Linked DNA regions of Zea mays: region 1 is linked to region 2. Evidence: chromatin contacts called from public Hi-C data. All regions are on one chromosome and are shown on one strand. The core of a region is the stretch at or near the end of the contact, and the rest is flanking DNA. Distances in the headings are between cores, read along the strand shown. Region 1 holds the start of LOC103626973. Region 2 has its middle 6.5 kb from the start of LOC100275108.

The links. Hi-C and Micro-C count contacts between places; a contact is called where the count stands out from the background.
Region 1: a Hi-C map of bundle sheath shows a contact between it and region 2, with 4 times the contacts expected there. The contact joins the promoter of LOC103626973 here to the enhancer-like site in region 2. A contact is called at or near these places in 4 of 25 Hi-C or Micro-C datasets (bundle sheath, leaf and seedling).

Annotation. Positions count from the first base shown.
Region 1 is chr5:143,258,860-143,263,265 of Zm-B73-REFERENCE-NAM-5.0, forward strand. It overlaps LOC103626973, which reads left to right and starts at 2,502. Exons shown (of 1, transcript XM_020537726.2): 1 at 2,502-3,580. The coding sequence starts at 2,600. The coding sequence ends at 3,307.
Region 2 is chr5:143,181,794-143,186,131 of Zm-B73-REFERENCE-NAM-5.0, forward strand. No RefSeq gene overlaps it. Among protein-coding and RNA genes, the nearest start is that of LOC100275108, 6.5 kb to the right of the region's middle. Within about 2 kb of position 1,983, at least 16 of the 20 cell types and tissues checked have an H3K27ac peak or open chromatin away from gene starts, as enhancers often do. A contact at or near this core is called in bundle sheath, leaf and seedling, where this site is marked.

The DNA of each region.
Region 1 (4,406 bases), core at 1,252-3,751, 78 kb after region 2:
AAACATGTCTATCGACATATATAGTTAATTATATATATGTATAACCTATAATTAAACACACACGCTATGGTCATAACTGATTCAATAACTAGTCTACTAAACTCAAATTTCATACAACTATTTCAAAAATTTTAAATCGAAATGCATTTTTTGGTTCTTGCTCAGTTGCTAGCTGGCTGCTTGTCCTCTTTAGCATTTTCCAATCGCTAATGCCCTATTTGTAGCCCAGTACTGCAAGCAGCAAAGCAGGGGAGGTCAGGTCGGGTGGCCACTAGCTAGGTAGGCTTGGACATTGGTACGATGGGACCTTGCTCCTAGTTGTCTGTCCTTGCATGCGGTGATGCCTGAGGGTGGATTGAAGCCTCGGACGACGGACGACATACGACGCAACAACGAGGCCAGATGCAACGCAATGACAGTTAGTCAGTCAAGTCTGGACACCTAGCTACGACGCGGAGCCACGATGTCTCAACGGAGGTGCTGGTGTCTTCATGGCACGTGGGGCTGCAAGATGTGACCACGACTTGGTTGCTGGCGCATCTGGTGGCTCTGCCAATGTGCGACTACAATAGGGTTTGTGGATTTTTTTGTCATGAGGTACTAACATGGACTTTGTCGTTCTATTGGGCTTCATGATCCACGACAAACGATTGGATTAGTTAGGTATGAAAGGTAGGAAGGAGATATTTTAGTCTAAATTAACAGAATTCCTTTATTTATTTGATTCATTTTTTTATTTTTCATGCATACACTATATACATGTATATATATTGAAGTTATTTTGCCAAAAATAATGGGTATTCATTTGAATACCCTTGAATTTAATGGGGCTCGCCTCTGATAGAAACTGAGTGTATGTTTATAATTTTATATGAAGTTGACACTGTGCCATCACTATAAGTAGGAGTACATGCCATATGCGTGAGGACTAGATTTTTCGGGCCGAGAACCGTCGACCTCCGAAGCCGTATTTTTCATCTTCGTGCTACTGTGGTCGTAGTCGAAGGTACTGATGTAAGTACTTGTAGACAAAAGAACAATAATGAAAGAGAGGGCTTGACCGCCACACCTTCGTATCCAATCTCGTTATCTTCCCCTCTATACATTATTCATGAATAAAAAACCTTCGTCACTTCATCTTATCCCTCGGTAGGAAGATAAATAGTGTTGTCCTGTTTTTTTTTCAGGAACTAAAATAGATGACCAACAAAGATCTCTTCCCATATCGCTTCAAATACAAGGTACAGTCTACACTAAAATTAAAAAAACAACTTAGAGATTCTGCGGTTGGCTTCTCTTGTTCTCAAACAAGCAAAGTTGGTTCGCCATCAACGACCTGACAGATCTTTCCAAGCCAGCGAATGTGGGGGAGAAAATGCAGTCGTTCAGTCGGCCAGTGGCTCTGGCACACAAACCTGTCGAGGCTAGGGGGCGGCCGGTAAAGGCCAAGAGATAAAACCGAGCCTTTCGTCAACACTGAGGGCTAGTTTGGAAACCCTAATTTTATATTAAATTTTTATTTTCTCAAAAAAAAATAATTCATTTTCTCTTGGAAAAATAGAAATCTTTTAGAAAATTAGGATTTCTAAACTAGTCCTGAGAGTCAGACTAACCGCAGTGGTTGACAGGGGCGCCCCTGCGCGCGCAGCACGGTACCCTGCAAACTGTTTGGTTCGGCTTTTCCGAGAATCTAGCTGTGGAGAGAATCCGACTATGTAGAGAATTTGAGTATCATTAAGATTACGTACGGAGGAAGATAAAGTTGTCCATGGGGCTCAGGATCTATAAAGTGATGGATTACTACTATTGCGACGACTCAACCGATTATATGTTTATGTTGATTTTAATGGTTTTTATCCAAACGAATTTTATAGAAGCTAGCTGAAAAGCTGAGTGTTTGGCAGTTCGCATTAGCTTTTGGTGGCTAGAAGCTGCGAAAAGCCGAAACAAACAGGGGCAAAGCCCCCGAGGCGTCGGAAGTGAACAGAAACACGTTGCTGCCAGCGAGTCCGCCGCCCCTTTCACCGTTTATTTGTGCGGTGGTTTTTTAATTTGTGAAGAAAAAAATGGTAATAAATGATGAATAGGGTTGGATAATGATATTTTATAATTGTATTGAGATATAGTGGAAGAATATAGAAAAGACTTCTGCGGGAAATAAAAAAGTATAAGATAAAATGTGATGATGTAACGCGAAAATTTGATATTGTGAGAGAAATTTAGAGGAACCGCTACGGACAGTCTAAACCGTGGTGCCTCTACATAGCAATAGCAATACATCGTCGCACAACTTCCGGTGGTGGGCTGGTGTTGCCGTGTTGGACACGTGCCTGTACTTTGAAAATTGGAGATCAAAACTGGTGCACGTGGATCGTGCACGTTCGGTTCCTGGGACACGGACTGGAAGGCAAAGTGGGGACCACCGCACCGCCGGCATGTCCTGTCCGCCGGGCAGGCATAGTGGCATACAGCCTCTGCCTGCAGGCTGCATCTTGTATAAATAATAGATGGCCGTCTCTGGGAAACAAGCTATCCGATTCCTATAAACTTCACACTGAGCAGCAGGTGAGCAGAACGAACGGGGGAACAGCGCGAACGAATGGCAGGCACCGGCCCTATTCCGGGGGTCATCGTCCTGGCTCTCGGCGCCGGGGCGCTGGGATTCCCCGACGCGCTGCGCCAGCTGCTCGACGCCGTCGCGGGGCGGCCGCGAAGCCCACTCCTCGACATCGCCGCCTGCGTGCTCGCCATGGCCGTGGCCACGGCCTACGCTCTCGGCACCATGCTGCTGGCGCGTTTCGTCCGCAAGGCGCCCGGCGGACTCGGAGCCGCCGCGGGCGTGGGCGGTGACGCGCCGCGCGCGGACCTCTTCGCCCTGCTGACTCTCGTCGTGTCCCTCGGCGCTGCCCTGCTCGTCTCCGCGTGCCTCTTCCTGACCGCGCCCGGCGCCGGCGGCCTGCTCTACCGTACTGTCGACGTCCTCGCCGGGAAAAGCGGTGTGGTATCGGCCCTTGTCGCCGTCGCCGCCGCCGCCGCCATCCCCTTCGTCAGGCGTGTGCTCTGCGCCGCCCCTGCTTCGACCCGGATCCTGGGCTTCGCGGTCGTGGGGCTGTTTGTCCTCGCCGCCTTCGTCCTCCTTCCCACGCTCGGTGGCGGCCTCTACAAACACCGCGTCAGCGTGTCCGTCGGCGTCATGGTCATGGCTCTCGCCCGCCGCTTCGGCAAGCTGGCGCGGGCGGCGTCGCTGGCCATCGTCATCGTCTCCTTCGCCCTCATCGGCCTCCTCACAACCGCGTGTGCCAAGTGATGATGCTCTGCTTCATGTCGTGTCCTGCTGTCTAGTCCGCCGTCGCCGATACGTGGCCGCGGGGAGCTGCATTTGCGTGTGGCCGCTGCCGTTCGTTACCAGACACCACTGCATTAGTTAGAAGGTTCTATTATTCGGATACTATTTATTCATGCCCAAATACCATCACTATTACGCTACTATTGTCAAGGTATTTCTGCAGTTTATCGGCTTGCCGTAGGTAAGATTCCAGAAATGGGGAAAAAAATGAAGAAAAAAAAAGACTTGCACGCGCGGGATTTGTCGGCCGTGGATCTTTCCAAGCCTCCATTTTTCCTTGCTTGCTTATCCGACCAAGCGTCACGGCTGAGGGAAAAGAAGTCGTCAGCCAGTGGCGGCTGTGGACCTGTCTCCCACGCAAACGTGCCCAGGCCGGCCGGTCAGGGACAGGATGTCCGAATCGAACCTTTCGCCACCTGCTACCCCGGTGTTTGGTTAGTTTGTGACGTATCAAATGTTTAGAGTTAATTCCCTCTATGCCACTAAAAATTATACTGATACTTTACGTGTCATTAGAAATTATAGCATTCCTTCTATACCATCAATTTTAGATTTTGTTCCCCTCTGTGCCATTGCGGTCAACAAGCCGGCCAACGCCGTTTGTTGGTGTAGCTGGACCCACATGGCATGCACTAACCCCCTCCCATCATCTCTGTTTGCTATGACCGGTAAGGCCCAAGGCGAAGCAGCATGGGCCGCGCCCAGCGCCCCCGTCGACCTAGAGCGTGCGTGGTGGTCTTGTCGACCTCAACTCGACGTCGGGGACCAGGCCAAAGCGAGCCAAGGTTGTTCGACGGCGACGGGGACCAAGCCGAGGCAGACCGGTACTTCCACGTTCGTTCGCAAGCCCGCTCGTCAAACACCTTGCTTGCATGAAATGGTGAACCATCACATCATCGACGCCATCCATCCATCTGTGCATGTCCCTCCCGTCGAGTGTGCGTGCGTCCGAGCGATCGAGCGAGCATGCGGGCCGACCGGTCCTGTGCGTACGTGTTGTAACCTCGTGGCCGGTGGTGGATGGCACACGCGAGGCGAGACTGCCTACACCTGCATCTGC
Region 2 (4,338 bases), core at 733-3,232:
TTACCAATAGCATTTTTATATTTTTACCATCGTTTTTACCAACCGTCAATATGTAATGGATACATTATCGGACATAAAAAACAGCAAAACATTTTCTAAAATTATGAGGATAACTCCCCTAACACTGCCACACTAATTTCCCTATCATTTTCATCATTTTTGAATCAAATCAAATTTATATGTTTTATGAATGGTGAGATTCGAACTCGTAACCTCTCTCTCACATATAACCTTCTCTACCACTACACTACTACATCAATTATGTTTATATTACGTTTTTATTACTCATGTATTATAACAAACCGAGAGTAATTTGATTATTTGAGGCACTAAACAAATTCAATTGAAAATGTTGTCAACTATAAAGTTGCATAACTTTTGAATATCTATAAGTTCTATTTTGATAGTTTCTAGATTCGAGGCAGTTTACAAAATTTGAATTTCAAATTTGAAAACTTCACACGATTTTTTCTATGATATGATGATTTCAAATAAAAAATGACAATTACAAAGTTTCATTACATTTCAAGACCTACAACTTTTATTTTGATGGTTTTTCCATCTGAGGTAGTTTGAAAATTTCAAATTTTAAAATTCAAACATAGTTTTGCCGAAACACTATCAACTACAAAATTTCATAACTTTTCAAGACCTACAACTTTCATGTTGGTGGTTTTTCCATTTGAGGTCGTTTTCAAAATTCAAAATTTCATTTTTTAAAATTCAGACGTAGTTTCCGTTGACAAGATGCCTTTAAACGAAAAAGTTGCCGACTACAAAATTCTATAACTTCTCAAGATCTACAAAGTTTATTTTGGTTGTTTGGTCATTTATTCATCTCACATGATGGTTCTAACATTATTGACAAATCTTGTATATCTCTCTTGTAGTTTCATAAGCTACAAGAGAAATATAGGTTTTATGAACAAATTTACTTTTATTTTGTCATACGAAAAAACGATCAAAATATAAATTGTACATCTTAATAAGTCATAGAAATTTGTAGTTGATTTTTTTCATTTAAATTAATTTAACGCTTTAAAATGTGATTTTTAAAAATTGTCTTTGCCTAGTGTTAAAAAAACAATCGGCAAAGAAGGTGTTCTATTTTTGACACTCGGTTAACTCTTTGCCGAGTGTTTTTTAACACTCGGCAAAAAGCTTCTTTACCGAGTGTTTTATTTTACCGAGGGTTTTTGTTTGGCACTCGGCAAAGAGATTATTTGCCGAGTGCACAAAAAAAAACACTCGGCAAACACATTTGGCACTCGAAAAAGATTCGAATTCCGATAATAATATAAATGAATTCATTTTCTTGACATCAAAAGATGAGTTTTTGACCAACAAACATACTTTGAACTACTGGACCTCTCTAGTTTTTTACCAACAAATATACTTTTAAACTCAAAGCTTGTTTGTTTAACTTCAATTCGTATCAACTTTTACTGTTTATATACTATTTTTGTTATCTATAGACTGTGGCCGCAAAAGTCCAAACAAGCGGAACAACCCAGAATTCCCCTGCCTGCCGCTTGCTGCCTTCTTGGGAAGAATTGTATGCCGTGATTCTGTCCTGGATGAGCAAGGCCAAACCTGTCGTCGAGGGCGGCCGGTCAGATAGAACCGAGGCTTTCGTTCGCCGCCCCCACGCCGGTCAGAGGGAATGACCAGTAGTACTGACCATGAGTGCGTCGCCTCCGCGCGCTGAACGCGCCACGCGAGTACGCGACGATCGATCCCACTCCACTCGTACGCCGGTCCTGATTGAGATACGGTGGCGTGGCCTCACCAGTTGTTATACGGTGGCGTGGCCTCACCAGTCGGTCCTTGGATCAACGACGCGGATCAAATCAAGTAGTACCCACCCGCTGCGTTAAATCAGGACCGTGGATGTCGTTTCGGATGGCCACGATTAGACATAGCGCACCAGTTCGGATATTTAAATCAGATTCGTTGATATGGAAATCGAAGGCTTGAGTTAGATCAGTGATGTGGGAGCATCTACACCGTGAATCTGGGATCCATGGGACTGTATCGCATACCCCTTCATTTAAAGGATACGATTTAATCGGCGTCGTGTGATTATGATCCAACTGTTAAGATTTCACCATACCCCTTCGGGCCGAGTACGTTTTGCAAAAGAACCCCCATAGTTTCCGGTAACCAACCTACGATTCTAGTCAGTTGTAAAGTAATTGCGCTACAGCGCTAGGGCCCAGGAATTTACATATGGCACCCTGCAGTCCTCAGTAATGTTGCGCGCAGTACAAGGAAATTAGAAAATCAGATAAATTCATTTCGAAAATGATTTTTAATGTAAAAATAATTGCAGAAACTAGTTTAATTCATAGAAAATTCATTTTAACTCTTTTTTAATCCATTCCAGTTTCTATAATTTTGTATTAATATTGTTTACTACTTAGTAACACTGTTTTAGCATGAAACCCCTAAAAAAATTGATCACTTGATTAATTTTGTACCAAACACATAAAACCTTCGGAAAATCATAACTTAAAATCTGTAACTCCGAATTCAGTGATTCTTGTTCCTACAATCTCGTTTCGATGCATAGATTATTAATATGTATTATGTATTAATGTTTGATGTGATGTTAATTTATCCCTTGTATCATGTTTGTTTGTATTGTGGCGAGTAGACGAGCCAGTGGCCGAGGATACGTGTGTTCAGCAGGTAGAACTTGCTGAGCAGGAGCTCATTAAAGGCAAGTTGTTTACTTGACCACTTTTATTTACCCAATAATGTTCTCTATAATCATTTTATCATGCATAGGCTTAATTTTGATGGGACCCAATAGGTCACCCTAGTCTGATTATCTTTTCACCTTGTTTACCCCTGAATTTTTGGGTAGTCTTTGCTATGCTATATATGGTTTTGGGTGTTGAGATAACTATTACACATGATCATTCTTTATTACTATTCTATTTCTGTTCATGATAAGATCACTATGTTAATTAGAACATCGAGCTTAACTTGAGAAACACGTGCCACCACAAGGATGGAATGTGATGCCCTTGGCTGACTAACTAGGAAAGCTAGTGGAGGACTACCTTACCCGAAAGGGGCAAGGGCAGTAGGGGAGTAGGCGTGTAGGGAGGTTCTCGGGTTGATTTTGCTGTGATGGCGGTTAGACAGGGGATTCCTGCATTGCTCTTCCTAGAAACTGTAGCGGGTTTTCTGAAGCTAGTGGAACTTTATAAAGGCCTGGTAGTGGATCCCTAGCCATTCACCTCGGCAGTGTCTAAGGGTCTAGCTAACCCTAGCTAGATGGGATACACGACTTGTGGGTACAGGGTACAACCTCTGTAGAGTGTAAAACTGGTATACTAGTCGTGCTTGCGGTCATGAGCAGCTCAAGGCTCTTGCATAATTAATTTATAGAATTAAATTCAATTTGTCATTTGCATCGCATTGAGAGTTATTATTAATTTTGATCTACTATTACTCTGGTTTGGTATCTACTTACATTTAGTAACTGCTAATAAAACCTGACCAACTTATTAAAAGCAATGCTCAGCTTTAACCCTTATTTATTGGTCAGCCTTACACTTCACATGAACTCTCACCTTTGGTGAGTTCATGCATATTATTCCCCACAACTTGTTGAGTTATGATCTTTTGTGAGCTCACCCTTGCGATATATAATCCCCCCCACAGGAGAAGAACAGGCAGTCCAGGAGGAGCCTTACAATGAAGAATACGAGCTTATCTAGATGGCATCTCCCAGTCAGCTTGTTGGCGCCAAGGAATAATATTTAGTTCGTTTTATTGTCATCATTTATTTTTGTAAGACTTCTGCTATGTAATAATGACATTTATGATATTTGTGACATTTATCTCTATACACTTTGTCATTATATGTGATGTTCTTCTTTGTCGCACATATGAGACGCACCTGGCTTTAGGCTGTCCGCAGTGGGAGCTCTAAACCAATGCGCTATGCTGATACAGCTACGTATGGAGTAAAAAACTCCTGCAGCGGAGCACCTCAACTGCCACCCTAAACGCAGACAAGACAGAGAGTACGCCATATATAGAGTCCATACACTTCTACTCTAGTTCTCTCTCCGTTGTGGCATTTTGGCCTGTGATTGGTTGATCGTGGTCCGGAGGTAGGTGCTTGCCTGTATGTGCTGTGTTGGCATGAGGAAAGAAATGATATAATATATGTTAGTTGATATAGAGTAGAGATTTAGAGTAAATATGATTGCGGAGGATTATAGAATAGAGTAGAGAATCTCGCTGACCAGGATGAAATATTCCTTTTAGAGTAGAAATTTAGGGTTCCATGAGTGCGGATAGCCTTATCCCTTAAATCCG